Linked DNA regions of Mus musculus: region 1 is linked to region 2. A link is a contact called in public promoter capture Hi-C data. All regions are on one chromosome and are shown on one strand. The core of a region is the stretch at or near the end of the contact, and the rest is flanking DNA. Distances in the headings are between cores, read along the strand shown.

The links. Promoter capture Hi-C pulls out the DNA fragments that hold promoters and counts their contacts.
Region 1: a promoter capture Hi-C map of neural stem cells shows a contact between it and region 2. The contact joins the enhancer-like site here to the promoter of Rint1 in region 2. A contact is called at or near these places in 5 of 39 promoter capture datasets (HPC-7-derived erythroid cells, cranial neural crest, hippocampal neurons and 2 more), 1 of 15 datasets of contacts at CTCF or cohesin (large pre-B cells), 7 of 115 datasets of contacts at active chromatin or transcription factors (the 230-238 cell line, the NIH/3T3 cell line, effector CD8 T cells and 4 more) and 3 of 9 other capture datasets (adipose tissue, liver and pancreatic islet).

The regions. Positions count from the first base shown.
Region 1 is chr5:23,457,023-23,463,432 of GRCm38.p6, forward strand. It overlaps Kmt2e (lysine (K)-specific methyltransferase 2E), which reads left to right. Exons shown (of 26, transcript NM_026984.2): 3 at 5,994-6,108. Among named protein-coding and RNA genes, the nearest start is that of Kmt2e, 26 kb to the left of the region's middle. Within about 2 kb of position 4,874, at least 50 of the 459 cell types and tissues checked have an H3K27ac peak or open chromatin away from gene starts, as enhancers often do. A contact at or near this core is called in the NIH/3T3 cell line, adipose tissue, liver and 1 more, where this site is marked.
Region 2 is chr5:23,782,761-23,789,749 of GRCm38.p6, forward strand. Rint1 (RAD50 interactor 1) reads left to right here and starts at 4,951. Exons shown (of 15, transcript NM_177323.4): 1 at 4,951-5,122; 2 at 5,530-5,575. The coding sequence starts at 5,081. It overlaps Pus7 (pseudouridylate synthase 7), which reads right to left and starts at 951. Exons shown (of 16, transcript NM_178403.5): 1 at 752-951.

The sequences.
Region 1 (6,410 bases), core at 3,624-6,123, 330 kb before region 2:
TGGCTGTTCTTTCAGAGTATACCAAACCTTGAGTACTTTCACCAATTTCTCATCTCACAACTATAAATAACTCTAGTTCCAAGGGATCTCTTGTTGCCTCAGGTGCCAGGCATGCTCATGGTGCACAGACATACATGGAATTAAAGTATCCATACACATTTCAAACAACAATAAAACCTTCCATGTTTGTAGGACATCATTTTATACATGTGAAAATTGAGACCCAGAGTTGGTATGTAGTATGATACCTAGTGCCTGTAGTAGAAGGGTTAGAACTTGAGAGTTTGTAACACTTAGAACAGATTAATATAAAGACCTGAGATGGGACTTTGGTCTTTAAATATCACCTAGGTAACAACTGAACAACACTTAAGAACAAAGAGTCTGTTTTCCTGGCTGGTCTTGTCTCACTATACTCAGTCCATACCAGCAGGACTCAGTACCTGATCTCCATGGTAGCCTTGTGATAGCATTCTATCAGGAGTCCATTGCCACCAGTCGTAGACCAAGACAGTAATGCTACTTTCCTTTCCGTCTCCAAGTCACCTAAGAAAAAGGGAGCTGCACGCTGAAACTCCTGTAGGGCCAGGTGCAACCCGGCCTTCCCACATGCTGTTAGACGCACTCTAGCAGTGCATCCTCCACAGCCCCTAATCCCAAGTCAGAGGTAAACCTGCAGGCTCAACTGTCCACCCTTGACTTCATGGCTCTTCCTCTCATTTCTACAGTTCCTTGGTCTCTTCTGCAAATGTAGGTCTCTACAGATTCTTGGAACCTTGCATACTTTCCTTTGTCTTCGCTTGCTTGACACATACAACTGGGCTTTTTCTTTTAACAATGCCACTGTTGCATTAAATCTACTGCCTGGATTCTCATGTCAGGGAAGGAAGTAGGGAAGGCTGTGGGTTTACTCTAAGGCCTCACTTAGGCGGAGCATGTCATTTGTCACTGATTATCAACCCCAGCCCTGTATGGCCTGGTCATGTGGCAGAATTCTCTACCTTTCTCTTTATTTTCTATTATCATAAAAATAAGTGTATTTTTTTAAATCTGCCTTTAGGTGTACAGTTTCAAGTATCATTAAGTGCATACAGGCTATCAAGGAGCTGTCACCAATTTCTAAATGTTTTCCTCACTCTAAACAAAAACTTTATTAAATAATAATTTATTCCTAGCACTTTGCACATTGTATTTGGTTTCTGTCTCTGCCTATTCTAAGTCCCTCTTATATGGGGAATCGTAAAATGTTTATAGTTTTGTGCCTGGCTTATTTTACTAGTGTGAATTTTAAAAACCACGTGTGCACGGTTATGTACTCAGGAGTGCAGCTGCCCTGCAGAAGACAGAGGAGGGCATCAGGTCCCTCTTGAACCAGAGTTACTGGTGCTTTTAAGCCAACTGATGTGGGTGTTGGGAACCAAACTCTATTCTCCTGGAAGTACACACTCTTCCCCTCACCCCCACCCCCACCCCTTTAAGCTGGATAAATTGAATACTTTAAAAAAATCCTTTTTAATTTTTTGAGATTATAAAATAAATCATTTGCCCTTTCCATTTCCTCTCTCTATGCCCTCCCACACACCCCTTTCTCTTGCTCTCTTGAATTTATGGCCTCTTTTTGTTAATAGTTCTTTGTGTGTGTGTTAAGTATTGAATAACCAATTGATGTGCTCTTCCTTAGGGAAGACTATTTCAGCTGCTCTCAGCATTCCTTAGTTGCCTGTAGTTGTTTGTGTGGGGTTGAAGCCCTTTGGTCTTTCCTCTATCAGCTTTGGCATGTTGTTGTCTCATTCAGCTCATGTTTAAGTATTAATCTTGGTGAGACTTCATGGGTGTAGGTTCTGATAATTACTTGGAAATGCTGTCTTAGCAAACTGTGACCCTCTGGCTCTTACAGTCTTTCCTAATACTCTCTCTTGGTGTCCCCAGCCTTACCTGGGGGAGGTTTTGTAGATGTGTCCATTGCAACTGGGCTCCACAGCTGTGCATGTGATTGCTTGTGTTTTTCTGTAATGATCTCTGTTTCTGGGAAGTTTCTTTGATGGGGGTGAAGGGTGGTGTGAGGACAAATATTTAGAATGTAGTTAGGGATTATACTGGATTAGTAAAGTGGTGGTTATACGTTCCTCTCCAAGATCTATGACTTTACTAGCCCTGTTTGTTTAAATAATTTTTTTAGTACATTTGCTTATTTGTTGTTTGCTTATGTATGTGTCTGGACTCCAATGCCACCATGCATCTGTAGAGGTCAGAGGACAGCTCTCAGGAATCTGTTCCTTATTCTACTTGTGGAATTGTATCATGTTGTGAATCGTGACAAGTTTCTGTTCACGGAGCTATCTCACTAATCCTAATGCAATTTATTGATGACACATTATGCCTATGTATTATCTAGGCATTTATGTAGGCATGTAAATTAGCTATATAAAACAGTAGCTACTATAGACACAAAATATTTTTTGTTATTTTCTTAGCCCTGCTGTTAAGAAAGCTTTGTAATGTTTTAGGAGATTTTAGAAGGAAATGATTATAGCAGCTTGTTACTATTAGTTTTTACTCAACTATTATTCATATGCAAGTTTAGTAAGCCTTCTTAGATTTAATAATTTTCTGATTGAACATTGAAAAGATTTCTAGTTTCATGAATGAATATTGATATAACAGACATGTTAAATCAGTGGTCTATGTAAGGAAGTGTTCTATCCTAAGGAAGTTGCTTCCTTTGGATAAATCCCTCAAACTGGTGCTACTGAGTCGAATGATGTTTGTTAAACTTGGAAATCCCCTTGCCTTAGCCTCACGAGTACTGATCTTTCTATTTTAATTAAATGCTGTATTATAGTTAAGGACAATCATTAAAAATGTCAACCAGGAGTAAAAAAGCACTTTCTGTTTAAGCCCAATGGCCTGAGTCCTATCCTCTGATCCCCAGAGGAAGAAGAGAATAAAAGTCTGCTCCCCATATGTGTGGTGACACTTGTACAACCTGTATAGCACACATACATATCACACACGCAACAGTAGTAAACATTTTAAAGTAATAAATGTCATTCAATATTTTTTTTTTTAAAGATTTATTTATTCATTATACGTAAGTACACTGTAGCTGTCTTCAGACACTCCAGAAGAGGGCGTCAGATCCTGTTACGGATGGTTGTGAGCCACCATGTGGTTGCTGGGATTTGAACTCCTGACCTTTGGAAGAGCAGTCGGGTGCTCTTACCCACTGAGCCATCTCACCAGCCCGTCATTCAATATTTTTATAACATGTTTCCTTGTTTTAAAAATTGCTTTCGGCCAGGCGGTGGTGGCGCACGCCTTTAGTCCCAGCACTCAGGAGGCACAGGCAGGCGGATTTCTGAGTTCAAGGCCAGCCTGGTCTACAGAGTGAGTTCCAGGACAGCCAGGGCTACACAGAGAAACCCTGTCTCAGAAACCAAAAAAAAAAAAAAATTGCTTTCAGTGCACCCTCAAGATGACATGTATGTAACAGTGCTCGCACCAAGCATGATGGCCTTAGTTGGCTTCTTAGAATCCACATGATGGAAGGAGAGAGCTGACTCTCAAAAGGTGCTCTGTGATCTGTGTGGGTACCATGTTACCAAATGTACACACAAGCACACATTAAATAAATACATTTAAAGTTATTTTAAAAACTACTTGTAAGTACAAAAATTCAACACAGAGATGTTCTTAAAACCTTCTGCTTTCTTACATGGCCTTTCTTTCTCGTCACTATTGCAGCCATGTTTGCATCGTGATACTCTGAAAAGTATTTTGCTCTTTCACATACTTGAACTCATCTACGTTTACCTGAAAACTTGATTTCATTTCATTAGCTACTCCACATTACCAGTTTTACCCACATTCTTCAGGAACAGTGTAATTAGATTATACACTTAAGAGTGAGTCTTCTACTTTTGCCACACTTCCTTCGCATAGCTTTAATGATGGTATTATAGATCATTGCTGTAATTCAACTTTTTTTTCCAAGTTAGGCAGGCATGGTGGTGTATGCCTGTAATCTCAGTATTTAGGAAGTGGAGGCAGGAGGATTAGGAGTTCAAGGCTAGGGTTAGCTACATAGTGATTTCTAGCTTGCACTACATGGGATTATTACCCACCCTCACAAAAGGAGGCCAGCATGGTAGGTCACTCTGTCATCTTTTTTTTTTTTTCCTGTTTTTTTTTTTTTTTTTTTTTTTTTCCTGAGACAGGGTTTCTCTGTGTAGCTCTGGCTGTCCTGGAACTCACTTTGTAGACCAGGCTGGCCTCAAACTCAAAACTCCGCCTTCCTCTGCCTCCTGAGTGCTGGGATTAAAGGCGTGCGCCTCCACACCCGGCCACTCCTGTCATTTTAACAGTCAGAAACCTGAGGCAAGAGGCTCAGTGGTTAAGAGCACTGGGTTCTTCCAGAGGACCTGGGTTCAAGTCCCAATATCCACATGGTAGCTCAAAACTCTCAGTAACTCCAGTTCCAGGCAATCTGTCCAACACCCTCACACCGACCTACATAAAATAAAAATAAATCATTGAAAAGAAACCTGAGGCAAATAAGTAATCATTATAAGAGTAAGGTATATATGTAAGTAAATATAAGATATTCTTAGTTTTTAAAATGTATAGATGTATTTATAACATAAAACTAGAAAGGGATACATGGAGTAAATGTTGACATGGTAATGGAGGAAGATTTAATGTTTTGCATTTATAAGTACTTTTGTATTTAAATTTCATACATGAACATATTCTAATTTTAAAACTATGAGACAAATTTAACAGATACTAGTTTTCAGACTACCCTGAACCTATTGGAGATTGTAATTTGCAGGATGACTCAGCAATCTCATTTTGTGCTTCTTTCTACTCATTGTGGCACACTGGGTCTTATGACATCATCCATTTGGCACTAACTTGAGCTTATGTGAAGGTCGGCTAAGAAAGTAGCAACTGTGAAAGTTGTTTTTATCCTGCTGGTCTCGGGACCAATTTAGGGAATTAGGAAGTAGGATAAAGATTGAAATAAAGGCAAAGAAACAGATTGTCTTCTAGATTTGAAAAGGAGAGACTTGACCTTGGCTGTTAATTTACCACTACACTGATCAATAGCCATTAGATAAAATTGGGCTGGGATGAGGGGGTGTCGGTATGAATAAAGAAGTTGGGAAAATGGTATAGTTAAATGCAAGGGCAAGGAGCTTTCAAAGCTGCAACAGTTTGGGGGTTGCTACTCTCAGCACTATTAGCAATTGATTCATTACCTACACTTAACTCATGGTAGGCCAGACCTAAACGCTACTCATTACACACAGCTGCTTGTATTTTTCAGGTGTAAATCTGGTTCAATGTAGGTTCCCTTTTCTTTAACTTACTGACATTTTCCAGAGTCTGTTCTACCTCAGCACATTCAACACATATTATTTTGATCATTGAAATGCACACTTAACATTCAAGCCAGAGTCTGTATAGACTCTCTCTTTAGTTAGTCTTACTTAAAACCATTCTGTCATTCTGGCCACCCCTTTGCATGTTTCTTACTGGGTAGATGACATAAAGCTTGGTCTCTAGTAATTTTGAGGTTTTGGGTTTTTGGGGTTTTTGTTTTGTTTTATTTTAGCCATATTTTACTTGTAGCCCATGCTGGTACTGAACTCTTGATTCCCCTACCTCAGCTTCCCACAGTGCTATGATTACAGCCTAGGCACCATCATCCCCAGCACTGGGCACTTTCTAAACGACAGGAAACTGGAATTGAACTTGGCATTAGGATATTTATTTTATTAAGTAAAACTTTGGTTAAGATACAGTCTCCATAGGATGAATGGACTCACAAGCTGTGCACATACTATAAATAGACATTGTATTTGTTTTGACAATATTTTAATATAAGCACCTGATCAATTTTAATAGATTAAGTAATTACATAAATTATTTTAATAGATGAAAACAGAAAAGTGAATGGAATTCTAATTGCTGGAACTTCTTTCCTCTAGACCGGAATCCGTAGAAGCTAGCCCTGTGGTAGTTGAGAAATCCAACAGTTTTCCCCACCAGTTATACACCAGCAGCTCCCACCACTCACACAGCTACATCGGTCTGCCCTATGCGGTAAGTAAGTGTCAAAGGTTTGCTCACACGGGCTTCTGGAGAGCTGCAAGTTAAAAGGAGATGTATGTGGTATTGTGCTTAATACTTAAAAAGCATAGCTGGTTTATATTTTCTGTGTAATTAACTATATAGTTTATACTTTGACCTAACAATGCTATATTACAATACAATTGTTGTATTTATGTTGGTATTTTTTAACCTCAATGAAAAGACTGGATAAGGTTACATTGTATTATGTACTATTAATTCTAAATTATATAGTAATTAGTAAATTATGTAGTTATTTTTTCTAAAGGTTTATT
Region 2 (6,989 bases), core at 3,701-6,200:
AGATTTTTGTTGTTGTTTAAGAGTGGGAACAAAACAAAGTAGCACCTATATTTTAGAGATCTCTTTTTTAAAGAAATGGCCTTGAACTAAACCCTTCTTCCTTGACTGGCAGTAATTAAGAGCAATAACCATGTGCTGGCCATTTTAAAGGCCCCTCAGTGAAGGGCTTGGTGGTATGGACCACAGAATAAGTAGCCTGCACTGTCACCCAGCAGAGGTTGGAGAAAAGACCCCAGACGTCAGCCTGATCGCTTCTCCGTGGTTGAGAAGAGCAGCGGCCCTTAAGGCCTGCCCAGCAAGTAAAACATCTGCGCCCAGTACCCAGCACCAGGCCGGGACCAGTGCAGGCTGCTCGGACGATCTGGGAGCGCTGAGCAGGACCGGGGGAAGGCTGGTTTGTTTTTCTAACAGGGAATTGAGTTTGGGGAGTGCCTGAGGCACCACAAAGCAAGGAAGAAGTGGAAAAAGAAGGTTCTAGCCCACAGCGGCGCGGCCAGAGGATCGGGACGCGGCGCCGCTTAACGAACGGCGGGGATCAGGGCGAATAGCCGGGATCGGGGAGCATGGATCGGGAACTAGGGGTCCGGGATCAAGGATCCGGGTGCGTGGAGCAGAAATAAGACAAGCGGGGAAGGTGGAGCTGGCGGCGGAGAAACAGGGAGCAGCGCGAGCTGCGACCACGGCCGCCCTCCCTCCCCGGCCGCGCGCCTCTCCGGAGGCCTGGGGCCACGCCGCAAAGCAGAGCACTTACCGGGAGCCTGAGGGCGCGGGCCGAGCGGAGAAGAGGACGCTCGGCTCGGGACGCGGGAGGGCGGCGGCGGTGACTCGCAGGAGGCGGCGGCCAGCGCCGACCAGCACAGGCTGCACCGCGTGGAGACGCACAGGGACGGGTTATCCCACCAGCCGCCGGGCTCGCACACGTGCGGCGCTGCGCCGCGCCGACCACGCCCCGGGGCGGGGCCCGCTCCACCGGCCCTCCGCTCCCGAGGACGCTCCGCCCATCGGCGCCTGGGAAGTGACTTGCCTTATGCAAAGAAACCTTTAGGACTTCAAAAACAGAGACTACCTTATTAGTTGTTAATTGTGCTTAAATGGGAGCTTCTTTCACAGCTATGGTTAATAGTGCATATTAATAGAATGGGTTTCTTACCTTTGACAGCTCCCCAGGAGGACTGTCTTCAAGAAGATTCCATCATAGCTGGTTAATGCTTTGGCGTAAAGAAAAATAAAATATATTTTTCTTCTCATGCTTCAAGTAGCCAACTGACCAAATCAAAGCATTCCATAGCATTTCAGGTCTAATATTTTGCCAGATTTCAACTCAGGGTAAAATAAAATATAATAAAATAAATCAAGATTTGTGGAGAGTCAAAAGCCCATAATCCAAGCACTCAGGTGATATGGACAGAAGGATCAGAAACTTAAGGGCACTTTGGGATATGTAAGGAATCCCAGGTAAACATGGCCTAGGTAAGACCCTGTTGTTTTGGTTTTTTTTAAACAAACAAACAAAAACCTGGGCAGTAATGGTACACACCGTTAATCCCAGCACTTGGGAAGCAGAAGCAGGTAGATTTCTGAGTTCGAGGCCAGCCTGGTCTACAGAGTGAGTTTCAGGACAGCCAGGGCTATACAGAGAAACCCTGTCTTGAAAAAACAAAATAGAAAAAAAAAAAAAGAAAAAGAAAACCAAACCAAAACAAACAAAATCCTGTTATTTCAGATCTTTGTATTCCTCTTAGACGTGTGTGTGTGTGTGTGTGTGTGTGTGTGTGGTGTTTGTTGTAACCATGTGTTTTACATATGTGAGGTTTGCATATGTGATGATTAGTGTTGTCAATTTGACAGAGTCTAGAATTACCTTGGAGACAAGCCCTGGTCATGCCTATGCTGGACTATCCTGACTGGGTTCATTGTAATCGTACAGGACCAGCATCGTTCCCTGACTGGAACTCTGAACGGTGTCAATCAGTAGTTCCTTAACCCCTTGGGGTTCCAGTGGCCCTTTCAAGGGGTTGCCTAAGACCATCAAAATATCAAAAACTAAGGTCCATGTACAGTTCTGAGTTTGTGGAGACCTGAGGCCCATCATGGTGCTTTCCGCTTTCACTCTCTACCTTAGTTACTTATTATTATTGTGTGTTTATGATGTGGGCATGCGTACATGTGGAGGCTGGAGCATAGTCTGCAGAAGCTGGTCCTCTCCTTCTACCTTACATGGTTTCTGGGGACGGAAGCCAAGTCGTCAGGCTTGCTTGGCAAGTGCCCTTACCTCCGATCCATCTCCATGGCCCCTTCACCCTACTTTTTGTAAATAATTTTCATTGATCCTGGAGCTCAACTGGACTGGTTAGCTGGCAAGTCGAAAGATCTTATCTCTGTCTCTCTACTGCTTGGATTACACAGATCTGCTGTGACCAGCTTTCTACATGACTAGCAGGATCTGAACACAGGTCCCCACTGTATTGACTAAACTGTCTCCTGAGTCCCACACTTGCTTTTAAAATATGGATTTAGTAGAAAGATCCAGCTAAATGAGTCACTTCTTAGTTACTGTCCTACTGCTATGATGAGACACCACCTCCAAAGGAAATTATAGAAAGAAGAGTTTATTGGGTCTTACAGTTTCAGAGGGTGTGTCCACAGTAATCCTGGCAGCTGGTAGGTAGGCAGCAGCTGGGAGCACACATCTTTGTCCACAAGTACACAGCGGAGAAAGTCAGGAATGGTGTGGGCTTTTGAAACTTCAAAGCCAACTGACTGTGACAACCTTGTCCAACAAGGCCACACCTCCTCCAACAAGGCCACTCCTCCTAATGCTTCCCAAACAGTTCTATCAACTGGAGACCAAGTATTCGCACACATGAACCTATGGGGGCATTCTTATTCAAATCACTACAGTCACATATATTTAGTTCAGACTTGTGGCTTCTACATTGTCTTCCTCTAAGATTATTCTCTGTAGTTACCTACCTAAATTCTTTCATTTGTCTTTAATCATTTTATTAATTCTTTCTTTCTGTTTTTTTTTCCTTTTTAAGATAGATGCTCAGTATATAGCCCAGGCTAATCCCAAATTCAAGAGCCTCCTCCCTCAGTCTCAAAAGCACTGCAATTATAAACTTGTGGCATCATGCCTAGCCCATTTCACTAATTCTTGTACAGCTGCACATTCTTGGGGCTAGGGTAAATTAATACCTTAATGTCCTAAGGTCAGCAGACTCAGATACAGCTATATGGTATAATATAGCCTAGATCCTGTTTTAATTTTAAATTTTTAAATTTTATTATTTTTATTTTTTAAAGTGTGTGGATGTTTGCCTGTATGTGTGACTGTATACCAGGTGTGTGTCTGGTGTCCAGAGAGTTCAGAGAGAGAGTCAGATACCCTAGAATTGAGTTACAGACAGAGAGCTGTCAGCTGCTGCGTGGGTGCTAGAAAGTGAACCTGGATTCTCTGAAAGAGCTGCTAGTACTCTTAGTTGCTGAAGCCATCTCTCCAGATCCTGTTTGTCTGTCTGTCTGTTTGTTTATACGGGGTTTCACTATATAGCTCTGTCTATCCTTCAACTCACTATGTAGATGAGGCTGGCCTTGAATTCATAAAGATTCACCTGCCTCTGCCTCCTGAGTTGTGGGATAAAAGGCATGCACCACCATACCCGGCTCTTATTTATTTATTTTTTTTCATTTTATGTGTATGGGTGTTTTGTCTGCATGTATGTCTACACCTCAGTGAGTTTTCTTCTCACGGAGTAGTTTCTGTTTCCTCTAAAGATTTTTGTTTGTTTGTTTGCTTGTTGTTTTTTTTTTTTCTGTTTTCTCCCCATTTGTTTGGTCTCAAAGGCATTGCCTTCCAGGGTTTGCCTGTCAAATTTCCATGTTCTCTACCTATCCCTTGCTTCTAAGTAATTCAGTTCCTCCTCCCTGGAAAACAGTAGAGGTTTAGGGGGCTTTGCCCAGCAAACTGGATGCCAGATTTTGAGTGCTCTTTCTCTGTCTGACTCCCAGAATGTTTCAACCCTCCTACAAACAGATCTGGACCTTCCAGTTCGAAAATATATGAAGGAGTGTTCCTTTTGTCTAGCTGTCCTTCAAAGCTTACTCTTGAGTCTACAAAAGAGGTTACTTAGTCCCTACCTTTTAAATGGAGTATTTTTTTCTGTACAACGCTTAAACAGTAATAACTATTAGTTACAGGCTGAGGCAGGCGGATTTCTGAGTTCGAGGCCAGCCTGGTCTACAGAGTGAGTTCCAAGACAGCCAGGGCTACACAGAGAAACCTTGTCTCGAAAAACCAAAAATAAATAAATAAATAAATAAATAAATAAATAAATAAATAAATAAATAAATATTAGTTACCTTTGCACGTAGACTTTTGTCTCTCTAAGACTGTGAAATATAGAAAGAGCACTTTGACACTCCTACCTAGTACCACGTGGGCCAAGTATGGAACTCCGGTGTCTTGGTGGCAAATGCTTTTATGCGCTGAGCCATTTTGAGATAGGTGTTGTTCTAGCTGATACCGAATTCACTTTATAGAGCAAGCTGGCAGGGACTAGTGGCAATCTTCCCGCCTCCGCTCCCGACTTGTGGCTCACCATCCTAAGGGTATCATGAGTATTTTCTCCTCCCCTCCTTCCTCTCCCCTCCTTGAATTCAGTGTGTAGCTGGAGTTGACTTTGAACTACTGGTTTTCCCGCCTTCACCTCCCAAACGGTGGAATTCCAAGTGTGAGACACCATGCCAGGGCCGAATTTTATTTTTAGTAACTCCAAAGAAGTGGAGAGAGCTCCTGCACAGAACTCAGCAGCCTGGGAAGCAGTAGGGCTGCCAGGTTCCCTGAGCGGCCAACATGACATCCAACCAGCAGGGGGCGCCACAGAACAGGACAGCGGCGCGCAGATATGCCTCTCTAGGCCAAGAGAACGGAACCAGAGAGTCGGTGATAGGAAGTCGAGGTGGCGCTCAACCCTGCGTCCCAGAAGGCTGGTCTGGTCGCCCAGTCTGTGTGTTCCCTAGCCGGACTCTGCAGGCCGGGCTGGCGGTGCATGGAATCCAGAATTCGTGCGGAGGCAGGATGCTTGCGGCTGACGATATCGGCGAAGTGCCGGCAGCCCCGGTGAGGCGTCCCTGGAAACCCGGGGAAGGGACGCTGGTGACCCTGCGAGGTGGCACAGACCCCACCTCCGCCCCGGGGACAGGTTACCTTGGAAGTGGTTTGGCGGTGGTTCCCACGGCCGGAAGCAGGCAAGGGAGTCCCTGGGGAGGTAGTCACAGTGCAATGTCCGATGTCCCAGAAGATGACAGTTTTGAGAGTTGGCGGGAAAGTGGCCTCGGTGCCCGGGCAGAGTAACTCGGACCCTGGGGAGGTGGTCCAGACCTCTGGGAAGGTGGCAGTAGTGTCAGGCATGCCCCTGGGAGAGGCGCCTAGGACCTCTCCGCCCGTCAGTATGGGACCTTTCGGAGCGCTGTATGAATTCCACTTACTTCAGTCTAACTTGTTTGCCACACCTGTTTTTCTGCCAGTGCTGCCCCGAGAGTGGTGACGAAACGAAGAACACAGACGTGAAAAGTAAGCAGGCTTTAAACCCTTAGTTCTTTTTGTCTAGCTGCCCTTCGAAGCTCGCCTTTTCAGAGTCTGCAAAAGAGTTTCTTAGTCTGCTATCTTTTCAATGGAGTATTCTTTCTGTACAATGTTTAAACAGTAATAAATATTAGTTATCTTTGCACGTGGACTTTTGTCTCTCTAAGACTGTGAAATATAGAAAGAGCACATTGACGCTCCTTCCTAGGACAGTGACTGGTTTGGCTTCACTGGGACCTGCCATTTTAATGAACTGTCAGCTCGTTATCAGGTATTTAGAGGGGTTATGCTGGTCACTGTTACTGGGTTCTAGGAAGAGGTTTGATAATAGGTTAATTGTACTTTTGCCTTCAGTGAGTAAGTAATTACAGTTTGCTGCAGGTAGCCCACACCTTAGGTCCCAGGGCTTGGTCTGGGTAGGTGACATGGAAAAGACCCAGTACCTAGGACAGGAAACTATGTCAGACTCCTGGATATTTGTTATTTCACTTGAGATAAGCGTAGCAGGTTATTAGGAATCCAGCACCCTGAAGGGGCTGTTTTTGTTTCTCTCTCTCTCTCTCTCTCTCTCAATCTCTCTCTCTCTCTCTCTCTCTTTAACCAAGGTGGAGCGTAACCCAGGTTCGCCCCAGACTTTTGTGTGACTAAGGATGACCTTGGACTCCAGATCCACAGTCTTCTATTTCACAGATGTCACATGCCCAACCTCTTTAGGAGCTTTTGAAGTATTTTTTAAAGATTTATTTATTATTATATCTATGTACACTGTAGCTGTCTTCAGACACACCACAAGAGGGCGTCAAATCTCATCATGGGTGATGGTGAGCCAGCATGTGGTCGATGGGACCTGAACTCAGGACCTTTGGAAGAGCAGTCAGTGCTCTTAACCTCTGAGCCATCTCTCCAGCCTGAAGTATTTTTTAAAAAGCCCTTATGTTAACAGTTAAGCTCAGTGACCTTGACAGTAAGAGAAAGGGTGCCCACATTTCCATGTGGCTCCCAGGAGGAAGTTTGCTCTTACTGTTGGCTTCTGATAAGCTTGAAAGATGGCTTGGTGCTTAAGAGTGCTTGCTGCTGTTACAGGGGACCTGGGTTCAGTTCCTGGAACCCACGTGACAGCTCAGTACTTCAGTCTTAGAAGTCTAAATGTACAGTCCTGCCATCCCAGGGCTCTTGCTCACACATGGTACACATAAACTCACGGAAGCAAACACCTGTGCACATAAATCAAATGAACAAATCCTTAAACAAATAAATAATAATTAAAAAAAATAAAACAAAACAAAACCCAAAGCCTGAAGTGGCCTGGGAAGTTAAAGTGCCAGAGCTCTTTCTTGCCTAGAACTTTGGGAGCCCTGGGTTTGAACTTGAGCCCTACACCACCAAACAAACAAAGCAGCAG